Regions from separate parts of the Sus scrofa genome. Here region 1 is linked to region 2. Evidence: chromatin contacts called from public Hi-C data. All regions are on one chromosome and are shown on one strand. The core of a region is the stretch at or near the end of the contact, and the rest is flanking DNA. Distances in the headings are between cores, read along the strand shown.

The links. A called contact is a pair of places that touch in the nucleus more often than the background predicts.
Region 1: a contact with region 2 is called in a Hi-C map of skeletal muscle, with 5 times the contacts expected there. The contact joins the promoter of RPL27 here to the promoter of TMEM101 in region 2. A contact is called at or near these places in 1 of 5 promoter capture datasets (liver) and 1 of 47 Hi-C or Micro-C datasets (skeletal muscle).

Annotation. Positions count from the first base shown.
Region 1 is chr12:19,891,793-19,898,243 of Sscrofa11.1, forward strand. RPL27 (ribosomal protein L27) reads right to left here and starts at 2,410. Exons shown (of 4, transcript NM_001097479.1): 1 at 2,328-2,410; 2 at 1,619-1,788; 3 at 623-733; 4 at 418-508. The coding sequence starts at 2,408. The coding sequence ends at 460. RUNDC1 (RUN domain-containing protein 1) reads right to left here. Exons shown (of 5, transcript XM_021066967.1): 5 at 6,067-6,451.
Region 2 is chr12:19,160,313-19,167,234 of Sscrofa11.1, forward strand. TMEM101 (transmembrane protein 101) reads left to right here and starts at 5,321. Exons shown (of 4, transcript NM_001244685.1): 1 at 5,321-5,463; 2 at 5,785-5,965; 3 at 6,805-6,922. The coding sequence starts at 5,327.

The DNA of each region.
Region 1 (6,451 bases), core at 1,160-3,659, 730 kb after region 2:
GCTGGAAATTCTGACTTATCAGACCTGGCACTCTGGTTTAAAAAAATCACTTCAAGTTAATAAGTCTCAATCCAAAGTAGATGAAGTACACTCAGAGGGGCTTTTGGTTGTCACCAAATGAGGGTGGGGGAAGAGGGAGGGGCTCAGAATGTCTTAGGTTCTCTAGGGCCCAAGTCAGGGATGCTTAAAACAATTCCACACGGAAAAATGTCAGGCAAAAGGTTCAGTATATTTTATCCACTTAGGGCAGTTGGACCATTAAAACATTATGAGGCTGATGAAAGTAGTAGTCTAGGTCTCAAATGCAGATTTAGCTTTGGTATTTTACCACATCCCTGGATCTACCACCCAAGGTCTCTCACTGTATGAATGTTTTTTTCCCAGTCTAGTAATACAAGAAGCAGGCAGACACAGGGATATTTTCTTTTTTTTAATTTTAATGACCGAAATAAGACAGACCTAAAACCGCAGCTTCTGGAAGAACCATTTGTTCTTGCCGGTCTTGTATCTAGAAGGGGGGAAAAAGGGACACCAGTGAGGTGAGGAATGACATTAAGACAAAATTATCTTCACGGAGAACAGTGAAACTATATCCCATCATTCACCACCAAAGCCGACTTACCTCTCCTCGAACTTGACCTTGGCCTCTCGTCGGGCCTTGCGTTTGAGTGCAGGGTCTCTGAAGACATCCTTATTGACAACAGTTTTGTCCAAGGGGATATCCACGGAGTACCTGGGGACAATGGCAGAGGTAGGAGCAGCCCATATGCTGCCAAAGCTCTCACTATCCCCACCATGGGACACTGGTTGACTCCACAGGAACTATTATCAAAAACTGCTGGAGTTCCCATAGTGGCTCGGTGGTTAACAAACCCGACTAGGAACCACGAGGTTGTGGTTCAATCCCTGGCCTCGTTCGGTGGGTTAAAGGTCCAGCATTGTTGTGGCTCTGGCTAGGTCCGCAGCTATAGCTCCGATTAGACCCTTAGCCTGGCAACTTCCACATGCCGTGGGTGTGGCCCTAAAAAGACAAAAAACACCCCACCCCCAACAAGTTTTCTTGTGGCTAAGTGGGTTAAGGATCTAGTGTTGTCACTGCAGCACTTGGGTCATTGCTGTGGTATGGGATTGATCCCTGGCCCAGAACTTAGGCATGCCTCACGTGCGGCCAAAAAGGGAAAAACAAAACAAAACAAAAAACTGCTAAAGTCCTGATGATGTTCTTTGGAAACACCCAATTTTAATAAATTCATTTACATCGAGTCAAGCCACTGAAAAACTTCATTCTTGATTTTTCACAAGTACCTACCCTCTAATAACTACTATCCTTGCGTGGAAGAGGGCAATTCAGATCCTATGTCTGAGTTTACTGTGGCTGGAAAGAAATGGAAGAATCTTTACTCAACACTTAGATCAAGACAGGAAGAGATTTTTCGATCCAGCTTGGCCAAGTCAGGCAAGTCTCTAGACAACTGGAAACCACAGCCAAGGGGACAAATTGAAGATGATGTCTCCTCCCTACACTGGAGTGGCTATAAGGGTGTCTCCTTACTCAGCCGGCCAGAGAAAGGGAAAAGGTAGAAAAAGTCACTTTCATTCCCATTCTTGAAATGCTCACCTTGTGGGCATGAGGTGATTATAATTATAAACTTTCACAAAAGACTTAATCTTTGATCTCTTGGCAATTTTCTTCTTGCCCATGGCAGCTGTCACTTTGCGGGGATAGCGATCAATTCCAGCCACCAGAGCATGGCTGTAGGGTCGGTCTGAGGTGCCATCATCAATGTTCTGATTGAGCAAGGAGTACATTTGTTATTTATAATTACTTAAAAAAAAAAAAAAAAAAGAATTACTTCGTCATTGCTATTTACACCCTGAGCTAGATGTAGGGCGTGGATAAAGAATAACCCCACCCCATAAGTCTCTAAGACCCACTATTATAAAAACCATACAAAGCTAACATTTAAGTGCTATAGTAGTATATACCCAAAGAGTAATAGCAATAAGGGTGGTATCAATCATTCCTACCAGGAAGATGCTAAGTGACTATTTTGACTATGAAACAATTCCTTGCCAGCTGCAGCACCTAACACGCTGGCCATTATTGCTACTTAAAACCTTTGGATACAAGATGCGTTGCTGCCCCATTCAACTCCTACTTTTTACTTTGCAACTTTCTCTCTCAAAAGCTCCCATGTATTCACCTCCATCCCTTAACTCGCAATGCTCAGTGGGTAAGGCTCCAAACTAAGCCTCAAATTCCAAGCTGCAGCCCCTCTACCCTCCCCTCACCGATCCCCGGGATAAGAGGGCGCACAGGCTAGTACCTTTACGATGACCGCTTTGCGTCCGGAGTAGCGACCAGCCAGGACCAGCACCACCTTCCCGGGTTTCATGAACTTGCCCATTTCTGCAGAGGAAGGAGAAGGAGTCGCTCAGGAATCCGCAAGTTCAAGCGGTGGGCCCGAACTTCAGGCTGCGCTCACTGTCGCCTCAGCTCAGGCCGCTTGCGGGTCGTGCTCGCAGGACAGGATCCGGAACGAAGCCGCCAGACCCCAAGGGACAGAAAGTGTCGACACCAACCCCCAAGTCGACCCCCAGGCCGCGGATGGCGGCGGATTGGGAAACCCTACCCAAACCTCTACTCACCAGCAGCGACCACTCGGGGATACAGCGGAAAGGAAGAAAGAGTACTTCCGCTAACCTTTCACCCCGCGGAGGGTGATCTCACTTCCTGTCCCGCCCCTCAGGCTTCGCTCCCGCCCCATGCGTAGCGCTCCGAATCCGTGTTGAGGGCGGAAGAAGCTCTTAAGGGAATAGGAAGGCTTGGCAGCCTATTTATTCAAAACAAACTTTATTAGCAGCTGCAGCAGTAGACAGGGCAAAGGAGCTGTGCCTCCCTCGGAAGGCTTTTACCGAAAGGCAGCTGTCCACCGTCCCCCTGCCAGTAGTTCCTTTGTGTGGCGCTAGGAGGTGGGGGAGGCGCAGTTTGAAATTTACCTTTTTGCCTTGGAAGAGTCGGGAACGAAATGGGACATTCATAGTGCCAACTGTGTGCCCTGTCAGGCTAAGGAGGGAGAGACGAAAATCAATCGAATCAGAGTACTTGCCTTCAACATTTAAAGTCTACTGATGTCAGAGACATAACGGACTAGAATAGGAGAGAGAGATGAAGGACTTTACGGTGATGCCAGCAGCTGTATACCTTGTGTCAGACCCAGCTTATTTACATATGTTATCTCTTTTGATCCTCATAACAACACTAGGAGATGAAGCACTGTTATCTCCATTCTCCTGTTGAAGATCCTTTGGCTTAGAGAGGTTAAGTAACTTGCCCCAAATGCACAGTTAGTAAGTGATCAAGCTGGGGACGCAGACTCAAGCAGTCTTCCCGAGCCCATGCTGTTTACCCCGTCCCCAAACTGAGCACCTACTCTGTGTCAAGCAAGATGCTAGGCACTTTAGGTAGGTCAACTGCCTTTTTAATTCTCACAACTCTGCATCTTAGGTATTCCCATCACTCATTGGAAGTGTTTATTTTTTAAAAACCTAATTTTATTTATTTTTTGGCCGCACCTGCTGGCATGTGAAAGTTCCCCGACCAGGGACTGAACCCACACCGCAGCAGGGACCCAAGCTGCTGCAGTGAGGACATAGGATCTTTTAACCAATTGCACCACAAGGGAACTCCTGGAAGAGTGTTCTTAGATGGTTCTTTTTTTTTTAATTAAAGTGTGGTTGATTTACAATGTTGTGCCAATTTCTGCTGTACAGCAAATTATATGTACATATACACATTCCTTTTTTTTTTTTTTGGCCATACCTGAGGCATGCATATGTTCCTAGGCCAGGGATCAAAACTGTATACATTTCTCTTATTTTTGCTTTTTAGGGGCCAAACCTATGGCACATAGAAGTTCCCAGACTAGAGGTTGAATCAGAGATGCAGCTGCTGGCCTGTGCCATAGCCATGCCAGATGTGAGCCATGTCTGAGACCTATACTGCAACTCTCAGCAACACGGGATCCTTAACCCACTGATCGAGGTCAGGGATCAAACCCACATCATCATGGATATTAGTAGGGTTCATTACCACTGAGCCACAGTGGAACTCCCTACATTCTTTTATATTCTTTTCCATTATGGTCTATCCCAGATTGGATGTAGTTCCCTGTTCTATACAGTAAGACTTTGCTGTTTATCAATTCTAAATGTAATGGTTTGCATCTACTAACTCCAAACTCCCAATCTATCCCACTCCCTCCCTCCTCCCACTTGGCAGCCATGGTCTGTGCTCTATTAGATGTTTTTTTTTTTTTTTTCAGATGTTATTATGAACTTTTTTTTTTTTGTCTTTTTGCCATTTCTTGGGCCGCTCCCACAGCATATGGAGGTTCCCAGGCTAGGGGTCTAATCGGAGCTGTAGCCACCAGCCTACGCCAGAGCCACAGCAACTCGGAATCCGAGCCGCGTCTGCAACCTACACCACAGCTCATGGCAACGCCGGATCCTTAACCCACCGAGCAAGGGCAGGGACCGAACCCGCAACCTCATGGTTCCTAGTCGATTCGTTAACCACTGCGCCACAACGGGAACTCCCTGAACTTATTTTCTTTAATGATTTCTATTTTTTTCCATTATAGCTGGTTTACTAGATGGTTTTTTAGGTGTCTTCCGAGTTAAAAAGAAAGAGAAACCATCTTACAGTTTATGCTCATCTGAACACTGACAAATCTATAGGATTGGTCTTGGGCAAGTTGTGGGAACAATCAAGGTTTCATCATTTCTCTTCTTGAGGCTCTCCAGGGACCAGTTACCCCTGCAGCTCTCAGGACCTTGTTTCAATGGTTTATCACCCTAACTATGTACTTAGAGTCCTATAGTCAGTGAAAATGGTTTCTGCTTTCATTTGGAAGATATTTCAGAGTTGGAAAGGACCTCAGAGATCAGCTTCTCTGTCCTCTCAAAGATGAGAGGACAGTTCTAGAGCAGCAAAGTCAGAGTTGGTGGCGCAGAGCAGGGTCCCCCCATTCCCAAGCTGGTGCTTTTCCCACCCCGCCACACGACCCTGGCCTCTTCCACCTCCATTGTCTTCTCTCAGCCTCCTGATCTGCTTCTGCCTCTTTTGGTTTCTCTCTTGGAAAATAGAAACCAAACCCTGAAATCTTATTGTCTTGAACTCTTCTCTCATACTAAAACTCTTCAAATCAAGCCAGCAACTAAATCCTATGAATTTTTTTTGGCTTTGCCCGCAGTGAACTGCCACAGCAGAGACAACACTGGAGCCTTAACCTGCTGAGACACTGGGGAAATCCCCTAAATCCTGAGTTTGCCATGTATTTTAAATCTTTTTTTCCTATCCTTTTTCACCTGCTCCCTAACTGATCCAGCCTCAGTCCTTTCTCTGGTCCCTCCTCAAAATTTTGTGTGGGTCACAATTGCTTGGGATGCTTATCAAAGATGCATCACCATGGAGTTCCTGTTGTAGCTCAGTGGGTTACTAACCTGACTAGTACCCATGAGGATGCCGGTTTGATTCCTGGCCTCACTCTGTGGGTTAAGGATCCATGTTCCCATGAGCTGTGATGTAGGAACCAGACATGGCTTGGATCCCGCATTGCTGTGGCTGTGGCCCCCAAGAGACAAAAAAAGAGAAAAGAAGAGGGAGGGAGGAAGAAAGAAAAGAAAAGGAAGAAATGATACTGGGGTGATCCAGGGTTATACCATATAGCTATAGCACTTTTCACCCACCCCCCCATATGGTATCCAGACAAGTGAATTGAAAAATGCCAATTCCAAAAGTGGCATGTGTGGTGAGATCTGCTGTGGAGATAGGACTGCAGGCCTGGGCAAGACAGGATGGTAATGCCAAGGACACTTTTCAGTGTTTTGTTCAAGTGGGGGTGGGGGGAAACACCACCAAAGCTGAGTTGACCCAGGGCAGGGCGCAGAGAAGAGGCAGAGAGGCCAGGAGCCAGGCATTGCTCAGCGAAGTACTGATCTGGATCAGATGGGTAGTTAACACCCAGAGAGACTTACACACCAAAACCAGCAGTCTCTAGAGTCTTTGCAGAGAAGCTACACAAAATATTATGATTTTATTAGCAACCACAGAAATCATTTTTCACATTTTACACTTATCCTGTTTCACACGAAGGAGGACTAATTCTAATGAATTATCAAGAATATATCTTAAATAATATTTTACTGAAAAAATTAAGTTAAAATGCACTACATAATAGTGCAGACACAAAGTGCAGCTGGCAATTTAATACATGAAGTGACGCTGAATCGGTAGTGCTGGGAACTCATTTAGTTTTTCCAGAAGGTGATACACTCTGCTTATCTTCAGTCAGTCCCAGGGCAGTATGCAAGCTGAAGAGCAAAATGAACTAAGAAGGGCTAAAGTAGACCAAGTCGGACCAATTGAGGGTCAGTCTTGCAGGGAAAT
Region 2 (6,922 bases), core at 4,071-6,570:
TCACAGCAACACCGGATCCTTAACCCACTGAGCGAGGCCAGGGATTGAACCCGCAACCTCGTGGTTCCTAGTTGGATTCGTTAATCACTGAGCCACGATGGGAACTCCCTGATGATCCCTTTTTGAATTTTGAAGATTGGAACTTATGCTGAGTTCAAGTCTCTGGCAACCTTCTGCTTGTAATATTTTCTCAGAGATTATTGACACTTATTCCTCCAGTTTTTCCAGTATAATTTACTTGACCCAGATCACTTCAGTTAATTTGAAGGGGCTCAAGTCTGATCAACCACAGGATTAGATTAATATCCTAGGCTGGTGATGGCTCAGCTGCTCTTAGCATTCTGGACATCATCTGTGTTATTCACCTGTAACCTTGACTTCCTTAGAAGAATATTTGGCTGGAATAGGGGACAGTGGCCCAGCCTTTGGGGCATTAGTGCTAGGAGATGGACTGGATTCAGACCCGCCTGAAATGTGTCTGATTTCACCTCTGCCACTAATTAGCAGTATGACTCGGCAACTTAGCCAGCCTTGCCAAGCATCAGTTCCCTCCTCTGTGAGATGAGTGTGTCAGTTGAGGATTAAAGGAAGCTTTTAATGAGATTCCTGGCCCTTGGTAATCATCTCTTCCAATGGCCTTTATTACTCTTGAGAGTTTGCGGGGTGGGGCTTGTGAGCACACTCGGTAACCTAGGAAGAAAGTGACTTGTTTGGCTTCCTGGAGCAAGGCAGGAGCACTGGGCACGGACACCGCGCCCCAGACCCCTCGGTTTCAGAAGGAAACCCTGGGCACTCCTGGAAGGCCAGAGGGAGTATTTTGCCCTTTGATCTAGTGAGAACAAGAGAGCTTTCCCTTCCTTTGTGTCCAGATTCTATGCAGGAAGTAGAAGTGAAGGAGATACCTGGCTGCTTCCTGGGGGGGGCTCCAGGGGCCCTGAAGCTGCTCGCCTTGCAGGAGAAGGCACACAGCAGGGCTGGGGCTCCAGAAGGGAGAAAGAGGTGGCGGGGGAACACCTGCTCTTAGAGAAGTAGGGCAGGGGCCTGCTCCCCTGGATGTAAGGCAAAAGGCCTTGGAGATTTCTTCACCCTGTCCCTCCTCTCCACCCTCAGAGCTGATTGCTGCTGCTTTTGGGGGTGGGACCCGGACAGGAGGCCAACAAGACAGCTGAGATTCCTCTGCCATCCTGGGCTATGACTGCACTCGGCAGGCAGTGCCAGGAATATAGGTGAATGCATAGGGGTTTCACCGCCCTGACCTCCGTGGCCTTAGGCCAGGATCTAGTTGAAGCTCTCCTTGCAGGAGAAGGCCAGCTTTCTCCTGGGCCCTGTGGGAGATAAGAGAGGTGGGGTGTGGCACGGAAGTGAAAAGTCTAGAGGGTTAAAAAGGCCATCTTCCCTGATCGCCTTTCCTCCTAGTAGGAATAATGGAACGAGGGGTGGCTGGGGTCGGGGATCAGGATGCTGGGGTTGAAGGCTGAAATGGCTTTTGCCAGAAGCCCAGGTAGCAGGTAAAATCTTGGGTGATGGAGGGAAGGTGAGCTTGATACCATGTTGGGGGACCCAGCAGATGGTGAGACCCCTGAATAATGTTTGCTTTTATTTTTCTCCCCTAGCATCCCCAGGCTTCTGGGTGGAGGAGCGAGACACGAGGTCTCACTCGGCATCTGTGACTGCCCGGGTGCCATCCTCACTCCAGCCCATGGGGCGAGGATGGGGCAGATGTGGCCACTCCTTCCTCACAGTGACCATGGCCACAATGGTGGCCTTAGCCTTGCTCGGGGGTCTGGAGGCAGTGTGCCCAGCACTATGTACCTGCCAAGTCTTGGGCACTGTGTAAACTGTGGGGTCCTCCACGTGCTCAGCCCCCTCCTAGGCTCCCTGACAGTTTGGCGCTTGGAGCTGAGCCACAGTTGTCTCAACCACGTGACAGGTGGTTCCTACCAGGGCCTGTGGGGACTGCAGGTGCCGCTGCTTTCTCACAGTGTCCCATGGGATCTGGCTGGTGGAGCCCTGGGGGGCCTGCGTTTCCGGAGCAGCTGGACCTCAGCCACACCAGCTTGCCTTCCTATGCCTAGACTTTCCTGTCACCCTTTGCTCTGCCTGGATCTCTCACAACCTGCTTGCCATCCAGGATCCCTGCAGCCTGTGGGGACTCGGGAACCTGAGGCAGCTGGACCCGAGTGACATAACCAGACAGAGCTGGGCACTGCTGGGGTCTGGGGCCTCTTCCACCTATGCTGGCAGAACTGGCTGGGAACCAGCTGCAGTGAGTCAGGGGTGCAGTCCTGGCCACCAGGCCAACCTGGAGGTGCTCTCTGGCTGGGAACATCATCAGCAGCAAGCTGCAGGCCAAGGGCTTTGCAGCCCTGCAAGTGCAGGGCCTCCTCTATCAGAGGCAGCTGGCTGTAGCACCTCAAGTTCAAGATGTCGTGACCATCTGGACAGCAGGCATGCAGCTGCTGCTGGCCAGTAATCCCTGGGTATATGACTGTGAAGCACCGGCCTTCAGGAAGCTGGGCCACCTGTGGCACTTTTGTGTGGCCAACCCGGGCAACTTGACTGGTACTGGCCCCAGGCGGCTGGCGGTGTGGTGCCGAGCAGTGTGGAGCCCTGGCTGAGCCTGGTCAAGACAGCTACTACTCTGCTGGGTATCATAGGCATCATGCCGGTCACTGGCTGTGGCCGTGGACATGGCTGAGTGCAAGTACAAGCAGGGCCCCAGAGGAACTGGGGAGCAGGGGAGCCCTCTAGAGAGGCAGCTGGAAGAGGGATGGTCCTTCGGTGTCTTTGGGGCTCAGTTGTCTGCCAGACCAGGTGGGAGGAATGACAGGAGGAGAGAGAGAGATGATTGTGTTCATCTTGGGGCTTAGGACCCACCACCCCTCCCTCACCTATATCCCTCTGACCTAGCACAATGCCGTCATCTCTCCCGGCCCTAGAAGAGGGATCTGGCCCCTAGTCTTCAACACTGCTGTGGGGAAGAGAGCACTAAGAGGCAGAGGCTGAAGACTGGAGGGAGCTGGGGTGGGATGGGTACAAGGAAGATTTCATTGATCTGAATCTCCTTCCCCCTCCTCTCATATGTCCCTGGCCTCTGCTGCTGGGGACTTGATCAGAAAAATTATGATGGGGCTGGGGTGAGGTAAGGGTATTGTTCCTGGAACTATTTTGTGGACATAAACTATCCCAGGTCTCAGCACCTTAGCTCCTTCTTGAGGGCTGTGTATCTTGTTGCATTTGAATTGGGGATGGGTGAGGAGATTAGAAAAAGAAAACCAACTGGAAAGTTGATTCTGCACTATGTGCCTGTATTTTGGTGAAAAAACTTGTCTTATGTGGTTGTCCCTGGGGGGGGGGGTGGAGGGAGGAAGTAGGCAAAACGACTTTTAACCCAGTCTTTTCATTCTCAGTGCCTGGAGATTTCCCACTCCTATCCCGACCCCAATCCCAGCGATCACACACTCTCATTCCCTAGCTTTCTGCATGGGTAGATCTCTTTCTCAGCATTCTTTCTGATATACCCAGGCATCCTAGTGAGTTTGTTTTGTTTTGTTTCGGTAGTACCTGTGGCAAATGGAAGTTTCTGAGTCAGGGATCGAACTTGTGTCACTGCAGCAGGACAACACTGGGTCTTTAACCTGCTGAGCCACAAGGGAATCCCGTATTCTAGTGACTGTAAGAAAACTAGATGTGAAAAGGTGTTTTGTTGTCTAGCTTTCACTGGCTGATTGGAAACTTTATTTTATGTTATATTAATATAAATATAAATATAACATACAATAAAATCATAATATGATCATATAATTAGAACACAAGCAAATATAAATATAGTTTCATGATATAATAGTTTATATGTTACATATAAATTATATATATATATATATATTTTTTTTTTTTTTTCTTTTTTGGCTGCACCCTTGGAAGTTCTTTGGGCCAGGGATCAAATCCAAGCCGAAGCTGTGACCTGCATCACAGCTGTGGCAATGCCTGAGTTTAACCCACCGTGCCACAGCAGGAACTCCCATGATGGTGAATTTTAAATTCACATTGTCAGAAATGTTATTTGGACACCAGCCCTCTTCCCTTCACTACCCCCAGGGAAATGGAAACAGATTTCCCAAATTAAAAGGCCTAATGGAAGTACTTGTAGTCTTAACTTCAGTATTAGAAGATGAATTTATATGTTGCAGGGTGGGGGTGGAGGAAGATAGGTAGGGGTAGCGTTGTGGTGGCAATCCCAGAGTGCCCAGAACTTTTGCTTATTTATTCAACACATAATTACTGAGACAAAACGTAGTGGTAACACCTTGTGTTTATTTATCTATGCAGCACACAATTCATGAATGCATCTTCCTAGGCCCTGAGGATATAATAGTAAAAAAAGGAGATGTTATCCTTGCCCTCATGGAGCTCACAATCTAGTGTTAATCTAGTCATTAACAAACAAAAAAATCACAAGTATATAATTGCCAATATATCAAGTGAATCAAAGGAAGGGTGCCTGATGGTTATGAGAACATAAAATGGGCGAGCCGAGGCGTTCCCCCTGTGGCCTAGTAGGTTAAGGACCTGGTGTTTCTGCAAAAGCGGGCGCAGCACCCCTGGCCCAGGAAATTCCGTATGCTGCTGGGTGTGGCCCTAGAAAGAGGAAAAAAGAAAAAGCAAAACACCGAGGAGCTGAAAACAAAGAAGTGGGGAAGACCGGTGGAAGCCTACTGCAGTTAAACTGACAAAAGGTGGTGGTTTGGGCTAGAGTGGGAGCACCGAGCTGGAGAAAAACACACTGATTGAGATGTCTCATGTCCACATCAGCGCGCTCTCTTCTCTCAGGGGACAGCAGAAGTGCAGACCAGGGCCAGACTTCTCAGGAGTGGCTCTTAGAAGACCCTCCTACTTTGAACTTAAGCAGAAGCAGAGGGTTTCCTCTGGTGTGGGGGTTGTGTGTGTGTGTGTACACTATTGAACCCGCCATGTGCTAGGACCAGCACTGTCCCCCTTTCCCAGATATATCTTGTGAAGTGTAAGGCGATAGGGTTGGAGCCCAGGTTTAGATGCATTCAAAAGTTAGTTCGTTTACTGTTCCTTTTTCTACTCTAATTTTCAATTTTACAGCTACACGAAGGGGCCCTTAAGCCTCAGTGGGCAGAAGTTAAGGCTGAACCCCGCAGCTAGAACACTTCCCTCGGTCCAGAACTAGAGAAAGAGAGCTTTGTTTCCCGACGGAAGGGGAAAAAAAACCCTCGCGAGGCCCGGAAGTTGCGCGTTGCATTGCCCTCACCCACCTCCCTGGCCGGGGTGAGGCCGCGGCGGACTGCCCTTCTTCAAGATGGCGTCGAAGATGGGTTCGCGACGGTGGATGCTGCAGCTGATCATGCAGCTGGGTTCCGTGTTGCTCACACGCTGCCCCTTCTGGGGCTGCTTCAGCCAGCTCATGCTGTACGCTGAGAGGGCCGAGGCGCGCCGGTGAGCGGCTCCGCGCGGTCGCTGAACGTGGTGGGGGCTGTCCGGCCCGTCTCAGGAACGGGGGTGCGGTGAGGTGGGGAAGAAGTCGGGGCCCAGAAAGTTGGGACGCTTGTACTGGGGGGGATTTGGGGCCTCAAACTTGTTAGGGACTCTGGTCTGGAGCAAGGTGGGTAGCGAGGGTAGTGCGGGGTCCTAGCCATGAGGGGGGCTCTGGTTTGGGGAAGCAGTGGAGCTTGCGGGAGCTCAGGGTGTCCCGAGGCTCTTCCCGCTTCATTCTTTGCTTCATTCTGTCCTTGTTCCTTCCCACCTCCCGGCTCACAGGAAGCCCGACATCCCAGTGCCCTACCTGTACTTCGACATGGGGGCGGCCGTGCTGTGCGCTAGCTTCATGTCCTTTGGAGTGAAGCGGCGCTGGTTCGCGCTGGGAGCCGCACTCCAGCTGGCCGTTAGCACCTACGCCGCCTACATCGGGGGCTACGTCCACTACGGGGACTGGCTGAAGGTGAGCACCTCGGCCCTAGATGGGACCTCGCTGGGATGACGAGGAGCCAGTGCCCGGCACAGTTGGGTGAAGCCTGAGAAGGCGGAACCCCAGGCTTGTAGAGATTATCACAGATCGCAGAACAGAAGGATTTAGAGACCACACAAGCCTGCCTTTCAAAGTGTGGAAACTGAGGTCCAGAGGTGGGAAACAGACTTTCCCAAAGTTACACCACAGTTGGCATTACATTTACATTTAAATCCTTGGTTTAGGATGTAGTCTGTTATCTCAGACTCATAGGACAAAAAGGACCTTTGAAATATCTGATCTGACCATCTGATTTTATGAAATTTAATTAATCCTAGGGCAGCATTTAAGCCTGTAAATGCCAGAACCTGTGCTAGGCACTACATGCTTGGAGAAAAGCCTGGACTAAGGCACTACCCTCAAGGAATGGACTGTCAGTCCAGTAGGGGAGGCAGATGTGTGAATAGCTGCAGGACAGTGAGATCAGTGGTTACTTTGTGGAACAGACTATACTGTACACCAGAAAGAACACTGGGATTCAAGGGAGCAGAACTGGGGTGGGGAGGGGGGGCAATGCTTGGCATCTGGGTTCTGCCGCTTACTTTGTGTAGGACCTTGGACGACTTTATTAACCCTTCAGGGCCTCACTTTTCACTTCTGATAAAAAGAGTTATCTATCTCTGCTCTACCTGCCCACCACACTTGGAAATGCTAAGAGGGTTCATCACGTGGAGTGGGATGCTTCGAGATGGGCAGGCAGTTCTGCGCTGCGGGCAGCCAGCAGACCTGTGGTGGCTTCAGTTCCTGACTGGGGTCCCCTCGCCTCGGCCTAGGTCCGCATGTACTCGCGCACAGTTGCCATCATCGGCGGCTTTCTTGTGCTGGCCAGCGGCGCCGGGGAGCTGTACCGTCGGAAACCCCGCAGCCGTTCCCTTCAGTCCACCGGCCAGG